Regions from separate parts of the Mus musculus genome. Here region 1 is linked to region 2. A link is a contact called in public promoter capture Hi-C data. All regions are on one chromosome and are shown on one strand. Each heading gives the region's core, a stretch centred on a gene start, on an enhancer-like site or on the middle of the called end of the contact. The rest is flanking DNA. Distances are from core to core; before and after follow the strand shown.

The links. Capture Hi-C pulls out chosen DNA fragments and counts their contacts.
Region 1: a contact with region 2 is called in a promoter capture Hi-C map of pancreatic islet. The contact joins two enhancer-like sites. A contact is called at or near these places in 1 of 39 promoter capture datasets (neural stem cells), 2 of 484 Hi-C or Micro-C datasets (bone marrow-derived macrophages and medial ganglionic eminence), 6 of 115 datasets of contacts at active chromatin or transcription factors (double positive thymocytes, embryonic midbrain, embryonic stem cells and 1 more) and 3 of 9 other capture datasets (adipose tissue, liver and pancreatic islet).

The regions. Positions count from the first base shown.
Region 1 is chr2:155,638,164-155,644,849 of GRCm38.p6, reverse strand. It overlaps Trpc4ap (transient receptor potential cation channel, subfamily C, member 4 associated protein), which reads left to right. Exons shown (of 19, transcript NM_001163452.1): 11 at 1,400-1,458; 12 at 3,160-3,261; 13 at 4,293-4,376; 14 at 5,287-5,377; 15 at 6,662-6,686. Among named protein-coding and RNA genes, the nearest start is that of Gm22334, 12 kb to the left of the region's middle. Within about 2 kb of position 2,574, at least 52 of the 459 cell types and tissues checked have an H3K27ac peak or open chromatin away from gene starts, as enhancers often do. A contact at or near this core is called in pancreatic islet, where this site is marked.
Region 2 is chr2:155,497,739-155,504,721 of GRCm38.p6, reverse strand. Ggt7 (gamma-glutamyltransferase 7) reads left to right here. Exons shown (of 15, transcript NM_144786.2): 4 at 1-18; 5 at 1,243-1,310; 6 at 1,521-1,594; 7 at 1,890-2,086; 8 at 3,932-4,019; 9 at 5,581-5,708; 10 at 5,871-5,959. Among named protein-coding and RNA genes, the nearest start is that of Ggt7, 14 kb to the left of the region's middle. Within about 2 kb of position 1,816, at least 5 of the 459 cell types and tissues checked have an H3K27ac peak or open chromatin away from gene starts, as enhancers often do. A contact at or near this core is called in pancreatic islet, where this site is marked.

The DNA of each region.
Region 1 (6,686 bases), core at 1,325-3,824, 140 kb before region 2:
GGCCTCATTCTTATAGAGGAGAGCAGAGAGAAAGGTTTTAGACCAACTGTATCTCAGAGCATCCTGACAGGGTATTGAATGAGCATCAGAAGTCCTTTGTGCCACTCACCTTTTTTTTTTTAAGATTTATTTATTTATTATATGTAAGTACACTGTAGCTGTCTTCAGACACTCCAGAAGAGGGCATCAGATTTCGTTACGGATGGTTGTGAGCCACCATGTGGTTGCTGGGATTTGAACTCGGGACCTTCGGAAGAGCAGTCGGCACTCTTAACCACTGAGCCATCTCACCAGCTCCCATGCCAGTCACCTTTGACTGTGTCCCAGAACCTCTGAACCTGTTTTCTTGGACTAGGAGGGTCATGTGCCTATTGCCCTCAGAGCCCCACCTTCCCACAACTCTGGCCCAAAAGACCTGATGTGCTGGCAGGACCTGGTGCCATGGGTTTCCGAACCTGCATTGTGGGACTTAACCTCGGTGCCCTGCCCCCAACCTTGTCAGGTTGCTTTTCATTCTTCCATTTGAGTTAGTAACTTAGAATGAGTCTTTCCACAGGGGACTGAGCGCTTGGTCTTTGTTCCTTGTGGAAATATCCTGTGTCTTCTGCGTTTGCAATCTTTCTCTAATGGCTTCTTACTTACTTCCTTATGGTCTCTTGGAGATGCTGCTGTGGTGCCAGCAGCTTGTGTCTGGGTTTTCACACACTTGGGGTGGCATGTGTGTCGTTTTCTGAGGTTTGGTGGCAGCCTTCCTGGGGACCTTTGCCACCTCTGCCCAGGACACACTTTGGCTCACGCTTTAGAGGAGCCAGTTTCATGTTCAGTTTCAGGATTTCTTACTTCTCCTGGGAGGCTTCACCAGCCAAGCCTAAGCAGCTCACAGCTCGGCTCGTCCTGGTCACTGTAGGACACAGAAACCATAGCCGTGTTGTGACTCGGTCTCTCACCATCCACGGGCTCCTGAGCTCTCAGGGCCAGGCCTTTCTGAGATCAGTAGGTTTCCCTTTGGAGCTTCTAAACTAGCCTCATGTGGAAAGGGACTAGGATGATTTTAGTTTTTAAATCCAATCGTCTAGGATGTTGTTAGCAGAAAAGGTCTACGTTAGTTTAGCTTGACACTGGTCAGCCATGAAGGTCTGACTTTTCCACTAAAGAAAACCCTCCAGGGGGCAGGGGGAGGGGGTAGAGGAGAGGGGGCTTGTGGAGGGGAAACTATGAAAGGGGATAACATTTGAAATGTAAATAAGAAAATATCTAATAAAAAAAAAAGGAAAACCCTCATTGTGCTGGAGGACAGGGACGCATAAGAAGCAGTGTAGCTAGACAGGGATGTCACCAGAGCCCAGCCTTGTTTTTTGTACAAGTGTTGTGACAAACGTAGCTTTAATATGTGTTCTAGGACATCACCTTGAAGATCCAGTTTTTGAGACTTCTCCAGAGTTTCAGTGACCACCATGAGTAAGTATCCCCTGGAGGCATCGTCTGCAGGCCCCTCCCCTGAGCTTCTCTGTTCTCTGACCCAGGAGCAGTCTGTAGGGCTGGTGGGAGCCCCCAATATCTGTGAGGCTGTGCTCCTCAGCCCTGTAGGTTGACAACCCTTCCTTCTATCTGAGCACCGAATCTTTCCTCTGCCCTCACAGCCACCATCAGAGGATGAAAGTGCTGTCCCTCTGTGCCCTGGGAGCAACACCCTTGTGCAATGACTAGCCTCTTAGCTGCAGAGTCCCTGACTGGAAACATGGAGGCTCCCACCTCTACAGTGAAGTGTGTTGGCTCCCCCTTCCCACTTTTTTGCGATAGTCTCTGATTTTTAATGATTAAGCTTTTAGTGGAGAATGTATAAGAAAATGATTGTCCACTATAAGGGAAACAGTGCAAGGGAGGGGGAAACACGGGATTCTTGGCCGTGGCATTAGGGTAAGGACCTGACGACTGTGTGTGCACAGAAAGGTGGATGCACTGGATTGGAGGCCTCCATGAAGGGCCCAGAGGAGGGGTTCTCAAGGCAGTGCTGGGGCAGCCTGAGTTTTCAATGTTGTACAAGTTAATAGAACATGCCTGAGGACAGTGCTGCCTAGGGGCCTCTGTCTCTTATGATTCTGTTTTGTGAGAACGTCTGTGGCTGAAGGCATCTGTAGTTGACAGAATTATACCGAGTGTGTGTGTGTGTGTGTGTGTGTGTCCGTCCCTGTCCTAGCTTTCATCAGACTCTAAATCAGTACTTCTTTGTACCTGGCCTAGTGGAAATACTATGATCCCTGCTGTCATGTAGAGTACATTTGGGAGAGGAAGTTTACCATTAGAGAAGGTCACCAGTTACAGAATGCCTGATGTCAAATAGGCATGGTGTGTGGGAACAAAAGAGCACACTCCGTGAAAGGACAGTTGTCAAGTGTCCTGACCGGCTGGCGGTGCTCAGTGACTATTGCAGAAGCAATCTGTGAGCAGAGGCCTGACCGGGATGAAGAGGCAGCGTGAGAGAGTTGAGCCAGAAGGCTCCCACATAGAGAAGCCCTGTAGGAGGATATGGCGTGGTCATGAAAACCAGAGTGGCCAGATGGTGTGGCAGGTGTGAGCTGCTCAGTTTGTTGTAGCCACAGAGGTGGCCTGGCTGCACAGGGCCTCAAAGACATGATCACTCCCTAGGGGTTCACACAACAGGGTGTGAGAATTGGGTAAGCATTTTCAATAATGACATGGTCCCAGTCCTGTTTTAGAAATCACTCAAGGAGCTGAGGGAGGGTTCCCTTCCTGTGAGAAGCAGCTGAGCAAGTGCTTCTGTGCTGCACAGACCGTAATGACAAGCCTGGACGGAAGGAAGAGGAGCGATTGTGTCACAGTTGGTCAGGCCTCTGCGTTGTGACTCTGGCCACTGAGAATGCTGCAGCAGGGCTAGGCTCAGGACTAAGATGGCAGACAGGATCAGATGTGCTGAAGTGCAGGTGACTCTGAGAAGTCATAGAGAAGTGTTCAGTGTGCAACATGGAGACCTGGAGGTGCCGAGGACGGGCTTGTTAGGAATGACAAGCACGTGTAGAAGTGCTGGGGGACTCTCAGTGCTCCTCCCGACAGGAGTGGGCAGAGCAGACTTTGTGCCCGCTGCAGAGCTGCTCAGCAGCTCCAGCCCCGCCCTTTACCCTTTGCACCCGTCTGTTTCAGGAACAAGTACTTGCTGCTCAACAACCAGGAGCTAAATGAGCTCAGTGCCATCTCGCTGAAAGCCAACATCCCTGAGGTGGAGGCTGTCCTCAACACTGACAGGTGATCTTTGTGGGGACCGCTGTGGATACAGGGCTCCCAGCAGGGCACACGCGGGGCTGCGTACTTGTGCTTCCTCACACGTAGCTACCACCCCACTGGCTTTGTGAGCTAGATCCTCACATCTCCTGCATTTCCTAACTGAGGATCACAGCAGCCTCAGAAGGAAGTGCCATCGTCATCTTCCTCTTTACATGTATATGACAGCAAAGGTCAGCTATACTCTGTCCTTCCACCTTATCCCATGCAAATCATGGCCCCTTTACTGGTATCCTCATTTCTTGCCCAGTGGCAGCTGTGCCAAGCAGGACAAGAAGAAGCTAACCCTTCACCCTCTGCCCTATGTCTACCTCCTCTTTGGGATCAACACAGTGCCATGTCTGGCTCATGGGGGCTTGTGAAGTGTGGCCCTAATCTAGCAGCTACAGTCAGAAATCCCCAACTTCTTCCTGAGAAGATGGATCCATCGGTGCCCCGGCGTCTGCAGGGGCTGGAAATGGAGCTGCCGTGTGAAGAGAGAGTTTAAGGGCCCAGACACCTGCCACTGTGACAGGCCTAATCATTTTCTTACCTACTGCTGCCTTTGCCTCATAGACGGGAAGCTGAGGCCTGGAAGCCCACAGCTGAGCTGGAACTGACCCTGGGCAGGATAAAGAACTCTGGGCACTGCCCAATTGGCACAGACTTTTTATTCCATCTGGCATACTCTGCTGTGGCCTGAATTAAACCCATTTGTGATGTAAATGGCCGCCTTCTGGCAGTTTGGAGCCCCATCTGGCCATGGGTGTGCCTCTGCCTCTGGCCAGTGGGTCTGAGGAGGGAAAAGCGGCCTAAGGCGCAGGAGAAATGCACCTGGCCATTGAGCTGACGGCTGCAGTCTCTGAGGTCCTGGCACACGGTGGAGCAAGAAAGCATCCTTGCAGACTCAGACATTGCCTGTTCTTTCCTCCATCCACAGCGACACAGGACGAGCTCAGTGGCCCCTCTTAGCCATTCAGTTCTGTCACCAGTGCTGTCTGTCCCTTTGATTTCAGGAGTCTGGTGTGTGACGGCAAGAGGGGCCTACTAACTCGGCTGCTGCAGGTCATGAAGAAGGAGCCAGCGGAGTCTTCATTCAGGTGAGTAAGGAGAGCTGTGCTTGGGAGGGGTCTAGGAGCCAGGGGGTTCCCAATGGGTTAGTCTCCAGTACCTACTCCTTAAGGTTGGGGAGGCGGCCTCACCAGCCGCTGGCACTATGGGATTCAGCTGGTAAGTGCGTGTGTCCTTGTCACATGCCAGCAGGGTATTTTAGGAGGTAGGTGATCATCAGGCTGTCACTAGAGAGGTAGAGCACAAATGGATCCAGGCTATGCCTGTGTGACTTCCAGGGATCATGGGAAGGAAGCATGAAAGGAAAGAAACCTGCTTCAGTGCAGTATGGGAGAAAATAGAGCCAGGGACCGCCCGGGGGGGGGGGGGGGGCTTGGAAAGGTTGTAGACAAGAGGATTCCACCAGGCCTGGGTACAGGGCTCTGTCCCTACAGGGTTCACCTATTCAGACCCTCCCTCAGGTATCCCAGCTGAGTCTTTGGGCCACTCAGTATCTGTTGGCTCCTATCTAGACCAGCTCAATGCATATGAAGTCAGTGATGTCGCCACACAAACCCTTCTGCTGGCCACACATCCCTGGTCTATGTCTTTCCAGTATTCTGAGAGTGGAAAGCCTAGAGTGGTTTTACATGGAACTTACTAGAGGCCACTCTTTGAGCCCAGATGCCACTGTGTATGCCCATATACCATAGAAACACGTTTTGGTCCAGCCCACAATGAAAGACTGGCCCCTGCCGAGCTGTGAGCACCATACATGAGAATGGCGATCCTCTTGCTTATTGATCTGTCCTCAAGACCTAGGACTGGGGCACAGACTGGGAAATGTTAAGTAAATATTAGACACTGGGCTGCAAACCACTCTGCCTCTGGGGGCATTTAGCCTGCACCAGGGGAGGGCAGCCAAAGCCTCCTGGTCCAGGATCAACACTTGGGTTGCAGGTTTTGGCAAGCCCGGGCTGTGGAAAGTTTCCTCCGAGGGACCACCTCCTATGCAGACCAGATGTTCCTGCTGAAGCGAGGCCTTCTGGAGGTATACTGGAGGAAGCAGGGCGTCGAGTAGCTGTCCTCCCCAGTCCAGCCCCTCGAATTGATTCTTCGTTCTGAGCCTTAAAGAGTTTGGTCAGGAACAGACCTTTTCTGGTTGTTCCTAGTGCGCATTGTTCCAGGGTTGGCCCTGGGTTGCCAGCTGTGGGCTCCCTGTAGGTATTGAGGGCTAAAGGACTCAGGTAGTTGTGCAGGAATTTAGAATACAGAGTTACCCAGCAAGCCCTTTGACCCTGGGGATAATTTGGTATTGACTAAAAGTTAACAAAGCCACCAACCAGGCAGCATACACAAGCTAGTCCGAGGCCCCCGACACATATACAGCAGAGGACTGCCTGGTCTGGCCTCAGTGGGAGAAGACTTGCCTAACCCTTGAGAGACTTGAGGCTTCAGGGAGTGGGGAAGCCTGGTGGGTGGCAGTGAGGGGGAAACAAAGCGGGGAGGAAGAATGGGATGAGGAGCTGTGGGAGGGGGCAGTGATGTAAGAAAATAAAAGTAATGATATTTCCATATTGATTAATGGCATGTAGCAAAAGGAATTTGAAGAGAGAGCAAATAGCTAGAATTACAGTTGGTATTTTTAGGAAATGACTATGAACATGGAACCATGAATTGTAAAGGAAAGCAGCTGCCAATCATGTAAGCTCAAGAAAATGAACTGAGCTTGGAGACCCCACACTTTAGAAGCAGAAGCAGGAGTTGTTCAAGTTCAAGGCCAGACCCTGTCTCACAAAAAAAACAAAGCAGGAATGAAGAGAGGGAGGGAGGGGAAATCAGAAACCAGAATGGAAGCAGGGAAGAGTTCCCTGTTGAGGAGTTAAGTTGGCTTACTGTTCTGAGTAACTATTTAGTGATTTGTGTGTGTTCTATGCGGTTTTATTGGTAAACATAAGACAGTGCAGAGGGTCAGAATATGTGCCCTGCTCTTCAATCCTGGGCCCTCGTGCTTAGGGCAGCAGCCCTTGTTAGGTCTGGAGACAGAACCATGTAGGTAGCTGCAGAGCAAGTCAGAGGCGTTGTGTGGGAGCCTGGGAAAGAGAATACCACCTACCCACCCTGTTCCCCCTGCTGAGGTCAGCCACCTGGTTCTGTCCTTGGAGCCACCAGTATCCTCAGAAAAGAGCCTAGACAAAGTTGCAGGTTTCATCCACCTGTATGCTTGCTTGAACCAAGTGGGTAGTCTGAGCTCCAGGCCAGGCCTGAGTGGCAAACAGATGAGGGTGGGGGGCAGACCCATCCACTCACTCACCCTGTCCCCTGTTTGACCCAGCACATCTTATACTGCATTGTGGACA
Region 2 (6,983 bases), core at 567-3,066:
AGATCCTGGGATACCAAGGTGGGGACCCTGGTGAGAAGAGAGGGTCCAGGGGAGGGGGAGGTCTCCTTCATCCCCTCCTGCTAACCCAAGCATTGATGGGCTCCGTATTTACTGTGGGGTGGCAAAATGAGTTGAGCAAAATGCTCTTAGCAACATCATGGCAGGCAGCTTGCCCTCCCCCAACTTAAAATAATGAACAAGGACTGGTTGGTGCTGGCTTTTGTCACTAAGCCTGACAACCTAAGTTTAGTCTCCAGGACCCACATAGTAGAAAGAGAGGATGGGTTCCTACAAGTCTCCTCTGATCTACACATACCCATATCATGGTCATATGTGCATACTCATACACACACACACACACACACACACACACACACACACACACACACGCTAATAAATAAATAAATAAGATTTTTAAAATTGAAACAAAATGCACAAAACAAAATTGAATGACTACTAACAGATTACACTACAACATCTTACTTCTCTGACAGTCTTACCTGCCTGAAAGAAAAGTATAAGGCTTCCTCTGAGGACCCTAAGATATGGTGCTCACCTTTAATCCAGGCACTTGGGAAGCAGAGGCAGACGGCTCTCTGAGTTCAAGGCCCCATGGTTTACAGAGTGAGTTCCAAGACAGCCAGAGAGCTACACAAAGAGACCTGACTCGGAAAACCAAAGTAAATAAACTCCTCTATCTCACTCTAAGCCAGATGACTTTAGCTTTCTCAGGCTTTGTCATACTGGGAGAAAGAAACACTAGAGGCAAACTCACTATAGAGAGCAAAAGAGGAAAGTCAGGAAAGTGGGAACTTAGTGCCATGGCAAAACCCAAACACCCCGCTGAGTTGTCACAGGTCAGGTGATAGTGGTGTGAAGGTGAACTGACCAAACTGAGGTCCTTTGTGTCCCACTTTTTTAAAGACAAGGGTACCGATTACCCAATGTGAACTGATTTTTACCTAGAAAATTTGTGCCCTGGCTTTTAGAAGGGTTCGCTTCATTTATTAAATCCCTCAACAAGGGAAGACCTTTTTTTGCATTTGTGGATAGGAGTTGGGGGTAGGGTGGGGTGAGGGAGATGTACCCCATGGGGAAAGCTTGCCCCTCTCCTAGGATACTTGGCCTATGTCTTTCCCCTGTGCCAGCCATTCCTGGCTTGGGGGCTCTGCGGAGTTCAGCCCAGCCCCCCCCTTCCAGTGACCTGGTCTCCTCTCTCCCTCGCCTGCCCGCCTCGCCCAGCCTGGGCTCTTGGTGGGGGTCCCCGGAATGGTGAAAGGGTTACATGAAGCTCACCAGCTCTATGGCAGGTAAAGACCCTCCCCTGGGGACCGGGGGTCTCTGCTTACTTCCCTCCTTGGGTGGCCTTCTCCTGTCCTCCTGGATTCTTTCCTTCCCAACTCCCCTTCCTAATATCCCCTTCCCTTGCCAGGATTCTCCTTCCCAGGAACCCCCTCCCCCCAGGACCCCTCCTCCTCCCCCCAGGACCTCCTCCACCCCCTGCTCTCCGGCCCCCTCAGGCTGCCCTGGTCCCAAGTCCTGGCCTTCGCAGCAGCTGTGGCCCAAGATGGCTTCAACGTGACCCATGATCTAGGTCAGTGGGGCCTGGAGGTGGGGGTTGGGGGGTAGGTACAAGGTTAATGGGGAGGCCTTGAGATTTGGGCCCCAAGCAAAGGGGTTCTTTTTTCCAGTTTGCACTTCATCCATCCCACTCTTACCTGGAGGCAGCCTCCAGGGAGAGGATCTGGGAGGAGCCTATATGTCCCTACCAGCTATGACAGGTTTCTAGGGAGCCTGAGCTCAGAGCCAGTCACTTAGCTCTCATCCACCTGACCCATCAAGTCCAGTCTTGGCACCACCCACCCAGCCTCTCCACCTCCCCCGCGCAGCTCATGCCTTGGCTGAGCAGCTGCCTCCCAATGCATCTGACCGCTTCCTGGATACTTTCCTGCCACTGGGCCACCCACCCTTGCCTGGCTCCCTGCTGCGACGGCCTGATCTCGCTGAGGTACTGGATATACTCGGCACCTCTGGCCCTGCTGCCTTCTACAATGGTGGCAACCTCACACTGGAGATGGTGGCTGAGGTAAGTGTGACAGTGCCCCTGTGGCAGAGATGCCACCCTTCCCCATTTATCCTCTACTTAGTTTCTGGTTGTGTACTTTGTAAACAAAATTAACCTCTGGTGCTAGACATCAGACCAGTGGTTGTTAAGGGCAAGAAGCACAGCCTTCTCTTGAAGAGCATAGGTAAAGCTGATCTTGAAAAGGAATGGCTGGGTTTATCAGAGCTAGGGCCAGATGTTCAGGCGTTGGGTCTATTTCTTCACAGGTAACTCAGCACCAGTATCAGTTCCCCTGGGTCTAGACTCTTCCCTGCTCTGCCTGGGATGTTCCAAGAACATGGTGATATTGACATAGGAGATTGACAAAGGGGGCTACCCCTAAATCCAAAGAGACTTAGTCTGGGGTAATAATGGGTACTGAGAATATTATTGGGTTGTACTGTGCAGCGGTGACATTTATCTAAGTCACTGTCATATACCAAGGGGATTACATGGGTGTGCCATTCAGTCATGAAGCACACTGTCCGTACTGGTCACTGTGTTTCATTAATCTGCCAGGCACATAACTATATACTAGCCAAGAAATTCAGTGAATAGTTCACTAAGGGCAGATAAGTCTAAAGTTATGTACTAGAAAGTATAAAAGAAGATTGATAGAGGTAATGGTAATTGAAAATTGGCGTGGGCTGGAGAAATGGCTCAGTAGTGACAAGCACTGGCTGCTCTTTTAGAAGGCCAGGTTTGCTTCCCAGCATCCACAGGGGTTCATCTGCAACTCCAGTCCCTGGGGGATATGACACCCTGCTCTGGCTTCCTTGTGTACTGCATGCATGTGGTGCACAGACATACATGCAGACAAAACACCTGTACCATACAGTAATAAAATAATTTTAAATAATTTAAAATTATTTTTAAAAGATTGACAATGAATGTGCTGCTGAAATGGAATAAGCACACTGATTTGTGCAGGATTTAGCATTGCTCAGGGAAGAGTGGTCAGTCCTGCCAAGGCTGTTTCAAGTCCATAGTTCTGTAATAGTCTTACTATAGAGGAAGGCCAACCCTAAGGCTCAAACCTAGAGCTTTGCGCATACTAGAAAAGTACTCTACGACTGAGGTATACCCCCACCCAGCCCTGTCCGTGACTTTAGTTAACTATAGTAAAACGACACATGGTTTCTTTTTTTTTTTTTTTTTTTTGCTTTTTAGGGTTTTGTTTTGTTTTAAGATATATTTATTTTATGTATATGAGTACACTGTAGCTGTACAGATGGTTGTGAGCTATCATGTGGTTGCTGGGAATTGAACTCAGGACTTCTGCTTGCTCTGGCCCCCACTTGCTCCAAAGATTTATTTTTTTATTATTATATGTAAGTACACTGTAGCTGTCTTCAGACACTCCAGAAGAGGGCATCAGATGTCATTACAGATGGTTGTGAGCCACCATGTGGTTGCTGGGATTTGAACTCAGGACCTCTGGAAGAGCAGTCAGTGCTCTTAACCACTGAGCCATCTCTCCATCCCACTCTGTTTTTGTTGTTGTTTGTTTGTTTGTTTGTTTTGAGATAGGGTTTTCCTGTGTAGCCCTGCCTGTCCTAGAATTTGCTCTGCAGACCACGCTGGCCTCGAACTCAGAGACCCACCTGCCGCTGCCTCCTTAGCGCTAGGATTAAAGGTGTGCGCCACCACCACCTAGCTAGTTTTGATAATTCTTATGCACATGGTAATTTCCTCTGCCTCCTTTTTCCTTGGGCTAGTGGGATCCCAAAAGGAACAAAAGTTGTAACAGGCTCATCTGTGACTGACATGTGACATGGGCCATCCTCTCGCGCTCACGGTGATGGATGGTGATTCTCTCCCCTCCAGGCTCAGCACGCAGGCGGTGTCATAACCGAGGAGGACTTCAGCAACTATAGTGCTCTCACGGAGAAGCCTGTGTGTGGAGTGTACCGAGGTGACCTCTCCCCCAGCTCCTAAGGGTCCCCACTCGGGAGAAGTTTGCCAGTCCATGGCCAAATCTTTTTGGCCTGGAAACTCCTTTTCCTGTCACAGGAGATAAACAGAGGCAGTGAGCTCCCTAGGTTGTTGAAACAAGCCAGAGCCAGCTCCCTCCTGAGATAACCATGGGGTCAGTTATTAGTGATGAGGATGTGGCGGGGGGGGGGGAGGGGGCGCCTTGGATATGGCTTTTTCTTTTGTTTGGGGATTTGTTATTTATTTGCTTTTTTATAGTGCTGGGAATTGGACCTTGTACAGAAGACAAGTTCCCCATTTACTGAGCTATGTCTTAGGTTTCCTTGATTTGGGTTCCATACTGCCTCAGCTCTGTTTTCCCTTCTCACTGACCCGAGCTTCCTACGAATTTTTGAGACCAAAGTCCATCTAAGGGCAGAACGAGCCCTTTAAGACAATCACAGATTTGCCCATCGTTGATGGTAAAAGACAATTGAGACCTAGGGAGGAATTGAACAATTCAGGAACCAATCAGAAACTTAGAAATCCAAGCCTATGGCATGAATGCAGTTTATATTTGCTGACCCCAAGGTGTGGTGTGCTAGGTCCCTTGGGAGTCCTTAGGTTCTCTCCTCTCTAGGAAGGACAGGTTACCTCAGTCCCTGGGCGAGGCCTCCTCTGAGTTTGTTTCCAGGTTCCCATCTTCCTGAGTCCTCATCTTGAGGTGGCAGTATATGACACAGAGCAAACCTGTAGCTTTGGCGTCAGGAAGGCTGGGGTAGCATCAGCTGTACCTCTTGTCCTGCACTTCCCACTCTGAGGTTCTCAAGGTGGAGACAGTAATAGTGTCCACATCTTGGGGTGCCCACGAGGACACTATTGATGACATAATATGGGAAGTCACCTTGACCACAGTGGACACTGAATCCATGGCAGATTTTTTTGTTCTCCCTCCCCAGGCTGGGATGTCTCAGCATTCCAGTGTCTCGAGTGCTGTAGGCTCACCTGACCTCCTATAATCCTGGCCTGGTTGATTCGTGTGCCTCGGTTTCCGTCCCTATAGACTAAGGTTGATTAGATGAGTCAGTTATTACTGCCCGTGATCCATGTCTCCGGTGGTGCTATTATTCTTTTAATGTCCGACTCCCAGATAACAAAGTAGGAAGAGAAGAACGCTGTTCCCAAGCAGTTTCAGGTTGAGTGGAACCATCAGAGCCCTTGAACAACTCCTGACCTGTGGGAAGGATTGAAGGGAGCCCATAGCAAACCAGGATTCTGTAGACATTTGGTCACCTGTCCCTGCTTTGCCAGTGACCTGCAATGTGACTCTCAGCAGGCCACAGATCTAATGTGTGTGTTGCCAAAGTGAGAATAGCTTGGCTCTTCCATCTTAGTTTTCCCCTATGGCAGAAGGGCCAGTGTGTGAACTTCAGTGGGTCCCTTTGCCTCTGAGTGGTTCCTTTCCTCGTCTGTGTGTGTAATGGTGAGGTATGCACAGAGATGTGCTATGTGAAGATGACTTGACCCCTTTCTGTCTATCTGCTCATTTCCTATCCTTTCAGGCCACCTGGTTCTCAGCCCCCCACCCCCACACACAGGCCCGGCCCTCATCAGTGCTCTCAACATCCTGGAGGGCTTCAACCTCACCAGCCTGGTGTCCCGTGAGCAAGCGCTTCACTGGGTAGCAGAGGTAAGGCCCCTCTCTTCCATCTCGTCAGGATTTGGGAACACTAGAAATGAGAAAGTGGAGCGCCTCCTTGGAGCAGGACTGAACCTTTGGTTTTGAGAATCCACCAAGTGGGGGTGTTGGGAGGGGCCTGGCAGCCTTTCCACATCACTGCTGTGTTTTCAGACCCTGAAGATTGCATTGGCCCTGGCTAGCAGACTGGGAGACCCTGTCTATGATTCTACCATCACTGAGAGCATGGACGACATGCTCAGGTTTGTCCTGGGATATGGCCCTGGGTGCTGCAGAAATCGGGGGAGACGTGGGAGAAGGGGTTGGGCAAAAGCTCACAAAGTCTCAAGTCCCTTTCAGCTGAGCCCTAGCTCTGTGTGACACGTGGTGCCTCTGGCTGCATCACCTTCCCTGTCTGCAGAGTGAGTTGGTCAACTGCTTGTGAACCCATCGGACCTTTGCATGACCTTAACCTATACGACCACAGCTGTCCTTCCACTTAGAGTAGAAAAGGGAAAGCCCGAGGGCCACACAGTAGCCTCTGCGCAGGGGTTGGCGGTGATGGGGATTCTGAGCGGTTGTATCTTTACAAGCGGCAGAGTAGTAAGGTCACGCTCAGTGAGACCGCCTGTTAGACCGCCACTTTTAACATTCCCTAGCTATCACTCTGGGGACATAATTTAAACTCACGACGTCTGATGACATAAGGAGCCTGGCAATACTGTATCCACTCTGTGAGGTTTTGATGATAATAACATGTAAATCAATAAGGGAACATGTATATAAATAAGATAACATTTTAGGTATTCAGCACATTCACTGGGAACATAGTATAGTGAATGTGCAATAAATGCAATTTATTATTATTAGTTGGCCATAAAGGTAAGAGTGGGTTGTTTAACCATTACTGTGCCTGACTTACAGTCTAGCACCAAGAACATCACAAGCCAAAAATACAGCTAACATAAGTTTGCACTGTTACTCAAACACCACTCTGTGCGTTAAAATTTCTTTTTCAAAGCAAAAAGATGGAACTTGAGAGGCTTCGGAGAAAGGGATACACAGTTGCAGGTGGCAGGAATAATCCCAAGAGGCCTCTTGCATAGCGTGGTGACTAGTTAATGACAAGCTATTATATTTCGAATGATAAAGAGTTGGGTATTTTCACTATAGAAATGATAACGGTGGACTATCATAGTTGTTAGTTAGCTAGATTTGACCATTCCTCCATGTGTATACACCTCCTCAAAACATCATACTGGTGACTTGTGCCAGTAATTCCAGCAT